3 separate regions of the Mus musculus genome follow, and regions 1 and 2 are each linked to region 3. The links are chromatin contacts, called in public HiChIP or PLAC-seq maps. All regions are on one chromosome and are shown on one strand. Each heading gives the region's core, a stretch centred on a gene start, on an enhancer-like site or on the middle of the called end of the contact. The rest is flanking DNA. Distances are from core to core; before and after follow the strand shown.

The links. HiChIP or PLAC-seq counts read pairs in DNA pulled down with a chosen protein or histone mark.
Region 1: a contact with region 3 is called in a FOXA1 HiChIP or PLAC-seq map of pancreatic cancer cells. The contact joins the promoter of Itpkc here to the promoter of Ggn in region 3. A contact is called at or near these places in 1 of 39 promoter capture datasets (pre-B cells) and 1 of 115 datasets of contacts at active chromatin or transcription factors (pancreatic cancer cells).
Region 2: a contact with region 3 is called in an H3K27ac HiChIP or PLAC-seq map of bone marrow-derived dendritic cells, with 5 times the contacts expected there. The contact joins the promoter of Hcst here to the promoter of Ggn in region 3. A contact is called at or near these places in 2 of 39 promoter capture datasets (liver and neutrophils), 1 of 484 Hi-C or Micro-C datasets (B cells) and 1 of 115 datasets of contacts at active chromatin or transcription factors (bone marrow-derived dendritic cells).

What each region holds. Positions count from the first base shown.
Region 1 is chr7:27,226,934-27,229,980 of GRCm38.p6, reverse strand. Itpkc (inositol 1,4,5-trisphosphate 3-kinase C) reads left to right here and starts at 1,364. Exons shown (of 7, transcript NM_181593.3): 1 at 1,364-2,630. The coding sequence starts at 1,494. It also overlaps a transcript of Coq8b not described here.
Region 2 is chr7:30,417,831-30,421,110 of GRCm38.p6, reverse strand. Hcst (hematopoietic cell signal transducer) reads left to right here and starts at 1,257. Exons shown (of 4, transcript NM_011827.3): 1 at 1,257-1,407; 2 at 2,469-2,492; 3 at 2,892-3,023; 4 at 3,265-3,280. The coding sequence starts at 1,365.
Region 3 is chr7:29,168,645-29,171,561 of GRCm38.p6, reverse strand. Ggn (gametogenetin) reads right to left here and starts at 1,352. Exons shown (of 3, transcript NM_001358852.1): 1 at 1,121-1,352; 2 at 1-384. The coding sequence starts at 365. It overlaps Spred3 (sprouty-related EVH1 domain containing 3), which reads left to right and starts at 2,915. Exons shown (of 6, transcript NM_182927.3): 1 at 2,915-2,917.

The sequences.
Region 1 (3,047 bases), core at 115-2,614, 1.9 Mb after region 3:
TTAAAGGTGTGTGCCACCCTGCCAGCCTTAAAAAGATTTAATTTTATGTGTGCGGGTAATTTTGCCTGCAAATGTCTGTGCATGCTATGCATGCCCTGAAGAAACCACAAGAGGGTGTTCAATGCCCTAGAATTGTGGTTAGAGATGATTGTGAACCCCCATTCAGGGTGCTAGAAACCAAACTCCCAATTCTTCAAGAGAGCGACTAATGGCTCTTAACTACAGATCCATCTCTCCAGCCCTGAGACTGTTTTTGTTGTTTTTCTTTTTCTTTCTTCCTTCCTTCCTCTCTCTCTCTCTTTCTCTCTCTCCCCTGTTGTTGTTGGTTTGTTTGTTTTTCAAGACAGGGTTTCTCAGTATAGCCCCTGGCTGTCCTGGAACTCACTCTGTAGACCAGGCTGGCCTCAAACTCAGAAATCCGCCTGCCTCTGCCTCCCAAGAGCTGGGATTAAAGGCGTGCGCCACCACCGCCCGGGTTTTGTTGTTTTTCAAGACATGGTTTCTGTGTAATAGCCCTGGCTGTCCTAGAACTCACTTTGTAGATCAGGCTGGCCTTGAACTCAGAAATCTGCCTGCCTTTGACTCCTTAGTACAGTAATTAACGGTGTAGGGCACATACCCGGCTAGCCCTGGAATTCTTTGAAAACAAACACATATAAATTTATTTATCCACAAATCTCGCACTCTGCAGTCCTGGGCTCGAACTCAGGACATCAGATTTGGCAGACCTGCTGTCATTTCATTCCCCTCCCCTTTTGTGTGTATTGGGGAGGAGTGTTTGAGATGGGGGGTCTATGTGGTCCAGGTTGGCCTAGAACTCACATAGATCCGTTAGCCTCTGCCTCCAGAGTGCGGGTATAAAAAGCTGTACCATCAAGTTGTCTCCTCTGTGTGCGTGTGTGACTACCCCTGACTAGGAACTGGCCATGGAACTAAGGATGACAACCTCTGAACCTCCACTCTCCATTTCCCAAGTGTTGGGATTACAGGTTTGTACCACCATGCATCAGACTTCTCACGGGAGATTTAGTGGAAGGGAAGGCAACTAACTGCTTGAGAATTGACTGCGGAAGCACTGAAACTTACGCCTGTGGGGATGTCTCAAGTCTTTGGAAAGTCCATCTTGTCTCTGAATGTTGAATGAGTGCGTGGTTGAACTTGTTACTGGGGCGGAGTAAGTGATGTAGGGAAAGATCGCGGGGGCGCACGACCTAGACCCTGACCAGAATCAGAAGCCAAGTGCTGGTTCCCTGCGAGACACACGGTGGCATCCGAGGCTCCGCCCCACACTCGTCAACTCGTCACTTCCGGCGAGGGCCGTGTTTTGGGCTTTCCCTGGGAGGTGGAGTATCGGTTAACCCCTGCATATCCGAGCGGCCTGGAGCTCGGCGGGCCGGAACCCACGAGTTGGGGCTCCCCAGCCACACCCCTCGTAGGATTTTAAAGGGGAAGGAGGGGCCGGACGGGCCAAAGCCCGGGCCCTGGGAGCGGGTATGAGGCGCTGCCCGTGCCGGGGGAGCCTGAGCGAGGCGGAGGCCGGCGCACTGCCAGCCGAGGCCCGCATGGGGCTGGAGGCGCTGCGAGGTGGGCGGCGGCGACAGCCTGGACTACAACGACCTGGACCGGGAGCAGGTGGCCCGACGGGACGGCCGGAGGGGGGCGGTCCCCGGGCCTGGATCGAGGAGTCCAGCCTCCACTCCGAGGCGGAGAGGACCGACCTCGAGCCTGCGCCGTGTCCGAACGGTCCACAGGCAGAATCCTGTGGAGATGGACACGCGGAGTGCGAAGCAGCTGGCCTAGTAGTTGCGTCGGAGAAGCCCAGGCAAAATAAGGAGCTAGACGGGTCCAACCTCCAGACACATCCAAGAAGGAACAGCCCCCTGGTTGAGATGGAGATGGCCGGTTCCTGGACAGATGGCTTTCGAACTGATCTTCACAGATCTGACCTCCAGTCTCGGCCAAAGAGAGCCAGCCTCTGTACCCAACCAGGGTTTGATGAGTCCTGGACCGAACTGGACAGATCCGATATGTGGCAGACTCTGCCAGAGAGGGACAACAAGCCCAGGGTTGATAACCTTAGGACCCACCATGGCGTGTCCAAACTCCAAACTCACCCAGTCTGCCTCTCACCAGAATCAAGTGCTGATAACTCCGGCAAAGAATTGTCCGCGGATGCTTCCAGGACTCCACATGACACCGACGGCTTCTGGATAGAGTCCCAAACTGATGACTCTCTCAAAGGACCTAGTACTCAGACAGCCTGCAGACAACCTGGGAGTGATGGTTTTTCCTCAAAAGACACTGAGAGTGCCTTGACTCAACCTGGCACTGATGGCCTCCGGGATGACAGCGTTTTGGGGGAGTCCAATGGAAATGATCCATTAGATTTATCAGAGCCTGGAGAGTTGGTGACTAACCTGTGCTCCCACCTGGAGTGCAGCTCCCTGTGTCCTGTGCCCCGCCTTATCATCACCCCAGAGACTCCTGAACCTGAGGCCCAGCCGGTGGGACCCCAATCCCGGATTGAGGGGGGCACTGGCGGCTTCTCTTCTGCCTCCTCTTTTGATGAATCTGAGGATGACTTGGTAGCCGGGGGCGGAGGTACCAGCGATCCTGAGGACAGAGCTGGAGTGAGTAGGACCCACCACCCCAAATCTCATGTCCTCCCATCCTTTTGCCTTGGCTTAGAAAGTCCTCTTCCAGGTTACTCTTACCTACCTGCCGGCAATTCCATCTCTCGCTCCCTCTTCCATTCACTGGTCACTTCCCCGTGACACCAGGTGACTAACCCATTTCATTAACCCCCTACTCTTTGCTCTTTCATTTCTGTCTTTTCCTTTAACCCCTCTGTCACTAGTTCTTGGGAGCGGTCCGCAGTGGACCTTAATCAGGCCTAAGGGATCTCTGAGATTGTGCCAGTGTGTGAGTCTAGGTGCACACATAATTTTACATGCAAGGCTTCTGTGGACTCCTCCGCAGGAAGTCTGATGCCCAGCTCTTAAGAATACCACCAGTAAGAGGCTGGAGAGATGGCTCAGCTCTAAGAG
Region 2 (3,280 bases), core at 8-2,507, 1.2 Mb before region 3:
TTGGCTCTTTTGTTTGTTTTTCAGCCCCAACTCCACCCTACCCCCAGAGACAGAGTCAAACTATGTAGCTCTAGCTGTCCTGAAACTCACCATGTAGACCAGGCTGGCCTTAGAATCCACAGAAATATGCCAGCTTCTGTCTCCAAAGTGCTGGGATTAAGGGCGTGTGCCACTCTGTCTGGTTCCAATATTTGCCTTTTAAAAAAAAGTGTGTGAACTCCCCTGGAGGTGGAAGACCACGTGCTCTGAAGCCTACTGTAGATACCGGCCTTTTTGTGACAGTTATGGGGCCCTAATACAAGTCAAGTACCTTTATCCCAAACCTTCTCCCTACCAACACTTTGTTTTTGAGACAGGGGCTTCCTACATCCAAGTAGCTGGCCTGGCCATGCACCTGCTAAAACAGCCAGGCTAGCCTTGAACTCACAGCCATTTATTTTTTTCCTCACTTGTCTCCCTAGTGCTGGACATACAGGCTTGGGCAATCATGCCTGGCTTACTTATTCACCATTTAAAGAACTCTGCTAACATAAAGGAGACACTTTGCTGGGCACTGGAGATAGAGAGGTGTGAGCCAAACAGGAATTCCCAGTCCACCAGGCAACCAACAATTCTCAGTTCCCACTTGGTGACCTTCCTTGGCATTGAACTGTGATGACCAAATCTCTCCTTCTCTCTTACAACACTGCCGGGGGTTGGGTCTCCCCTCCCTTGCTTCTGCCCTGCCCTCAGCTTCCCTTGCACTCTCTGGCAGTGTGCATGTGTGTGTATCTCTTTAACAATCTCACCCAGTCTATGGCTTTACACGTGTCCTCCAACCATCAACCCTCTCAGATTTACGTGTCAGGACCAGTCTTGTCCCTAGACTCTGAACCCTACCTGTGGGCATTCACATTTCCAGAAAGATCTGTTAGGTATTTTCAACTCAGTGTGCCCAAACACAGGCAGCCCTTCTCTCCCTCCTTAACCAGTGCTTCCTCACTATCTTTCAACCCACTCTCCACTCTTCTAATCTCGCTCAGGCTGGGAACGACAGTCACCATGATCCCCTTTCTCAAACACACCCCCCCTCCTCCCCAAGTGTTGTTGGCTCTACCTCCAGCTTATTTCCATAATCTCCCTGGTGCCCACACCATGGTCCTCTTGCCACTCCACCGAGATGATCACGGAAGCTTCTCTGGGCTCTGACTCCCCCATATTTGTTCTCCAAAGGAAGTCTTGACACACATGCACCCACACAGGAAGTAGGTAGCATTGTCACCATCGGGGTGACATCCGTCCTAGCTGCCTCTCTTCTCCTCTACTGTTCTGAGGACTTCCCTGGACCACAGTTTTGGCCAGATCCCTTCAGGTCCCAGCCCAGCATGGACCCCCCAGGCTACCTCCTGTTCCTGCTTCTGCTCCCAGGTGAAGCCAGTGCTGGGGTTGAGGGGACAGAAAGGCTGCCATCTGCTGTCAGAGGCACAGAGAGGAAGTCGGTCTCCCTGTGCCCCTGAGTCCTTGGGGGTTGGGCATGGGATTCTGAAGCCCTGCTGAGTCACTTCTATTTCCCTTTTCTGGTGGCTGTGGAGGGGGTGGGGGGGGGGAGCTCTCCTTCCAGTTTACCTCTCCACTGTGGAGTTTAGTTAGGTCTTAAGAACAGTGAGAATTTTTGGTTTCTCTAAAAATGTAGTTACGCTATGTGAACACTTTTGTTTTAATCCCAGGTCTGGGATATGGGGCTGCTTAAGATTGCCCGTGGCAGGTGACTATGATTTGTCTCATGCTCTGGCAGGGGTGTGATCCTGCCAGCTGAAGATAGTTTACTTTTGGAATTCTGGGGACTCTTGAGCGGTATAAAGAGGCCAGAGCCCTAGAGGCCGCAACAGTGGCTAGTGCTCCGATTGTTGCCCCTTTTGCTGGATTGCTGGTTAGAGACATCCTAAGAGCTTGTCCCTAGAACTTGACACCCCTAACCAGCAGGAAGTTGTCTAAAGTGGTCTACAACCCCTTCCCCCTCTAATCTTCTTTCTTGCTTACCTGGTGTTAGGGGGGTTGGAAGGGACTGGGATGGAGAAGGGTGCTAGACCCCAGTAAAGTAGCCAAAAAGCATTTAACCACCAGCCATCCAGCAAACAGCCAATGCAGCAACAGCAGGGGGAGGAGCCACAGCCTCCAGGGCTCTGGCATTTTCCCAGCCTCTCAAGAGTCCCCAGAATTCCAGAAGTTAATTAGCTTCAGCTGGCAGAATCACGCCCCTGCCAGAGCACGAGACAAATCATAGCTACCGTGGACAATCTTAAGCATCCCCATATCCCAGACCTGAGATTAAAACAAAGCATGTTCACACAACTGTTTTTCGCTTTTTTTTTTTTTAAGAAGCCAAAATTCACACTACACTCAAGCATCCCACCTGCCCTAAGCCTGGGTGTTGGGGTTTGCTCCCCTGTACTTCCAACCTCCATCCACCTTCTTGGGTTTTTCCACAGTGGCTGCAAGTCAGACATCGGCAGGTGAGGAATGAAAGAAGCCTTAGCCCTTGTAACTTCAGCAGCGCCTGCAACCCTTAAGTCTGTCCCACAGCACGCCCCTGGCTTGTGACGATCCTAATCTCAGAGCCCTTCCCAGGTCCCATCTTGACTCTTCACCACCCAGCTGAAGTGATGAGAACCTCGAGATTCTCTGTAACAGATTCTCCAGTGTGCCCAGGGCACAAAGAATCCCAAAGAATCTGGGAGCTGATGCGCCCCCTACCTGACCCTACTGCTCCGCTCCCGACCCCACGCCCCCACCCTCTGTCTCGGGGTCTTTAGGGAGGCGGGGGATGAGAAGGGGGCTCCCTGTGAACGAATCAAAACTTTTGAGAGTCAGAAGTTTCAGCTGCCTGTTTGTCTGGGCTCTAATCCCCTCAGGTTCCTGCTCCGGATGTGGGACTCTGTCTCTGCCACTCCTGGCAGGCCTAGTGGCTGCAGATGCGGTCATGTCACTCCTAATTGTAGGGGTGGTGTTTGTATGTATGCGCCCACACGGCAGGCCTGCCCAAGGTGAGCCAACACTAGGGCGGGGCCTGAAGTGTAGGTCCCCTAGCAGTCCCTAGGGAAGAAGGGGGTCCCACGAAGGCGGTCCCGGGGAAGCCCTGGAGGAGGTGTTTGGGAAACCCTGGTGGAGGTGTCTGGGGAACCCCTGAGGAAGCCCCTGCTGAGGCAGGGGGTCTCCCAAGAAGGTGGCGATGTGGGAAGAGTTGTGGGTGGTCAGGCTTCATGCTCTCTCTACTCCACCCACCAGAAGATGGTAGAGTCTA
Region 3 (2,917 bases), core at 103-2,602:
GGCACTGAAGTGCCCGTGGGTTTTCGCCACTTAGATGGCGCAGGCAGCAGGGTCCCCACGGGGGGCGGGGGTGGTGTGGAGACCGCAGCCGCCTCCTCTGGAGGGGGTGTCACTGGCGAGGGCAGTTCTAAGGTCAGGGGCAGGGGCGAGGATGAGGCCTGGGGCTCCGGGGGTATCAGGAGTCCCGGGGGCCCGGAACTGCCAGGGAACCAGACGCCCAGCCCTCGAGCCAGGCGCATGGCAGGGGATGAGGGGGTCACCTCGGGCTCCACTAGAGGCGTCCTGCGGGAGTCGGAGGCGCGGTCTGAGGCCTGCTCTTTTCGGGAACCCCCGCCCGCGGACGGCTCCGACTGCACGTTCCCCATTTTTGAAGAAGGTCGGGGACTGTGGTTAAAAAAACTTTCACCAGTCAGTCGGCGGGTTCTGCGGGGACTCCACGGCTCAGGCTGTTCTTGGACTGCCCCTGTCTGCATTGGTCTGCCCTGTCCTCCAATATTATCTCAGCCCCCGGCTCTTAAGTCTTCAGTTCTCCGATTCGCCATGGTCACGCCCCCTTCCCCATGGTCTCAAGGCTGCAGTTCTTACTCTTCGAACCTAACTTCTTAGTGTACAAAGGCGCCAACCCTGATCCCTTGGATCACATCCCTAACACTTTTGCCACTCCCGGGATCTCCAGGCTCCAGGAGTCAGTCTCGCCAGCCTCTCTGTTGAAAGTTTCAAACCACATGGGTAATGATGGTTATGCCCAATAGCCAACAATGAATTCACGCTTCTCTTTCAACACTAGTCTAACCAGGCCCCGCCCCATTCTCTAGTCGCTCCTGATTGTCAAGAATCCGGCCATATCCTCGCCCCTCACCGCCCCGGATCAGGTCCGTCTCTGCCTAACAAATACCTGGGACTGTGATCTAATTAGTTCCCTAGTCCTTCAGTCCTAACCCTCCGATCACCCACCGTCTCTCTGTGTCGATCATTTGGATCCCTCCCTCTTCCTAGCCAGCAACAAATCCTCAAGCCTCTTAAACTTTTCCCGCTTGGCGTTTGTGACAGATCTTAACTTAGGCTCCACCCCTTTCCTAAAGCTCCGCCCAGCTCCGCCTCTTAAGTGGACCCAACTCACCGACTCCTCCAGCCGACCAAAGATCAGATCACTGCCCCGTGGGCCCAAGGCAGGGCGGGGAACGGCCGTAGCAGAAAATAACCGAAAAGAACGGGTGTGCGGGTGAAGGCAAGTGGGCGAGACAGCGAGGACGACCCCCGAGATCTAGGCCCCGCCCCGAGCTCGAGGCCCTGCCCCCTGCAAGCCAGCTTGAGTGCAGCCCTTCAAACCTGGATCACCCTTAGAAAAATACAGAAAACTCTTCATAGTGGGTAGGCAGGCCCCTTCTCATTAAGCCCCACCCCTTTATAATGCCACACCCCTCTCTCTTAAGCCCCTCCCCGGACCCCCACCCATGGCAAACACTTGCTACATAGCTCCTCCTTTTGAGCCTCTTATTTGACCTGTCACTAAGGAAATTTATGTCCAAGCTCCGCCTTGCTAAGTCCAGGCAGCATCTCTTTCTAAGACCCTGTCTTTCCTGGGATGGCTCAGAAGGTCCACCCGCCCGCCCCTTCCGTGACGCACCCTCTCAGTTCCTTCAGCGTCCAAACCTCCTTCCTTACTCAGGCTCCCAGGCCCCTCCCCTTTTCGAACCCTGCCAGGCATCCCGCCCCTCCCATTCAGAGCCCTGACCGTGGACCACCTTCTCTCTAGAACCTTGGGACCAGGGTCTATTTCTGTTCCCTTCTCATATCATCAGGGACCAACCGTTCAGATAAGTGGAAAAGTGGGGATTCCCTTCTGGGTCCCGAGAAAATGGGGGCTATAGATGTTCGTTGTAGCCCTAGCCGGGCTCTAGGACCCAGCGGGCATGTACGCCTGCCTTGCTTCTACCCCTCCCCCAAGCCGCCCCCTCCCCCACACACATCTTCCAGGTTCCCCCTCCCTCCCCCCTCGCCCCGGCTCCCGGTGCCCGTCTCCAGCGCCGCCGGAGCCAGTGAGGGAGCGGGAGAGAAGAGGAGGAGGAGGAGGAGGAGGAGGAGGAGGCCGCGTCGCCGCCGCTCGGAGCCCGGCCGGAGCCTCCCAGGCAGGTGCCCAGAGTGGCGAGGGGGCGGGGGGCTGACGAGACTGCCTGCCAGGGTGAGGGGGCAGCCTGGATCGCATCTGTAATCCTCTGCCCACCCTTGCACCCTGCGGACACAAGCTGGGAGAACAAGAGGGGTGGGGGCACCAAACTACGCGGTAGCCATTTGGGGTGCCAATCTCCATTTGGGGGTCCTGGACTTCTTCCGAGGATGCCCCATTCACAAAATTCTGTCGTGGACCCTCGCCATTGAGGAACTCTGATGACTACTCTCCCCGGGAAAATAGATGTGTGGGAGCATAGGACACCCCAAGATCTCAGTGCCCTATCTCAGCTAGGCCTTTGGGGGGGACCCCAGCCCTCTTTCCCCGCTTCACCTGTTGTTGGGGGAGGCGGGCGGACAAAGGAAGCAGTGTCACGTGACTGCTCATTCACAAAATCCCATCCCATTGAGAAAAGGGGGCTGGGGGCGCTGTGGCCGCCCCTTCCCCTCCTGAACGGCTGGGGAAACCCGACATCCTGCAGGTGGGGGAGGGGGCTAGAACTCGTTGCCTGGGCTCATAAGGTTGGGACTTCATGCTCCATGAGCCTGGGACAGTGGGGCTGAATGGTAATCCTGATTGCTGGGCGGAGGGCTACATCCCCTAAACTGGGGGCGGGGTAAAATGTTTCTGAAGGATGGCGGGGGGCGGGGGGGTGAGGGGCTGGATCATTATCTCCCCTCCCATCTCTCTTGGCTTCCCTCAACTGAGACCAACCGGAGCAGCCTTGATTTTTGTGAATGAAATGCT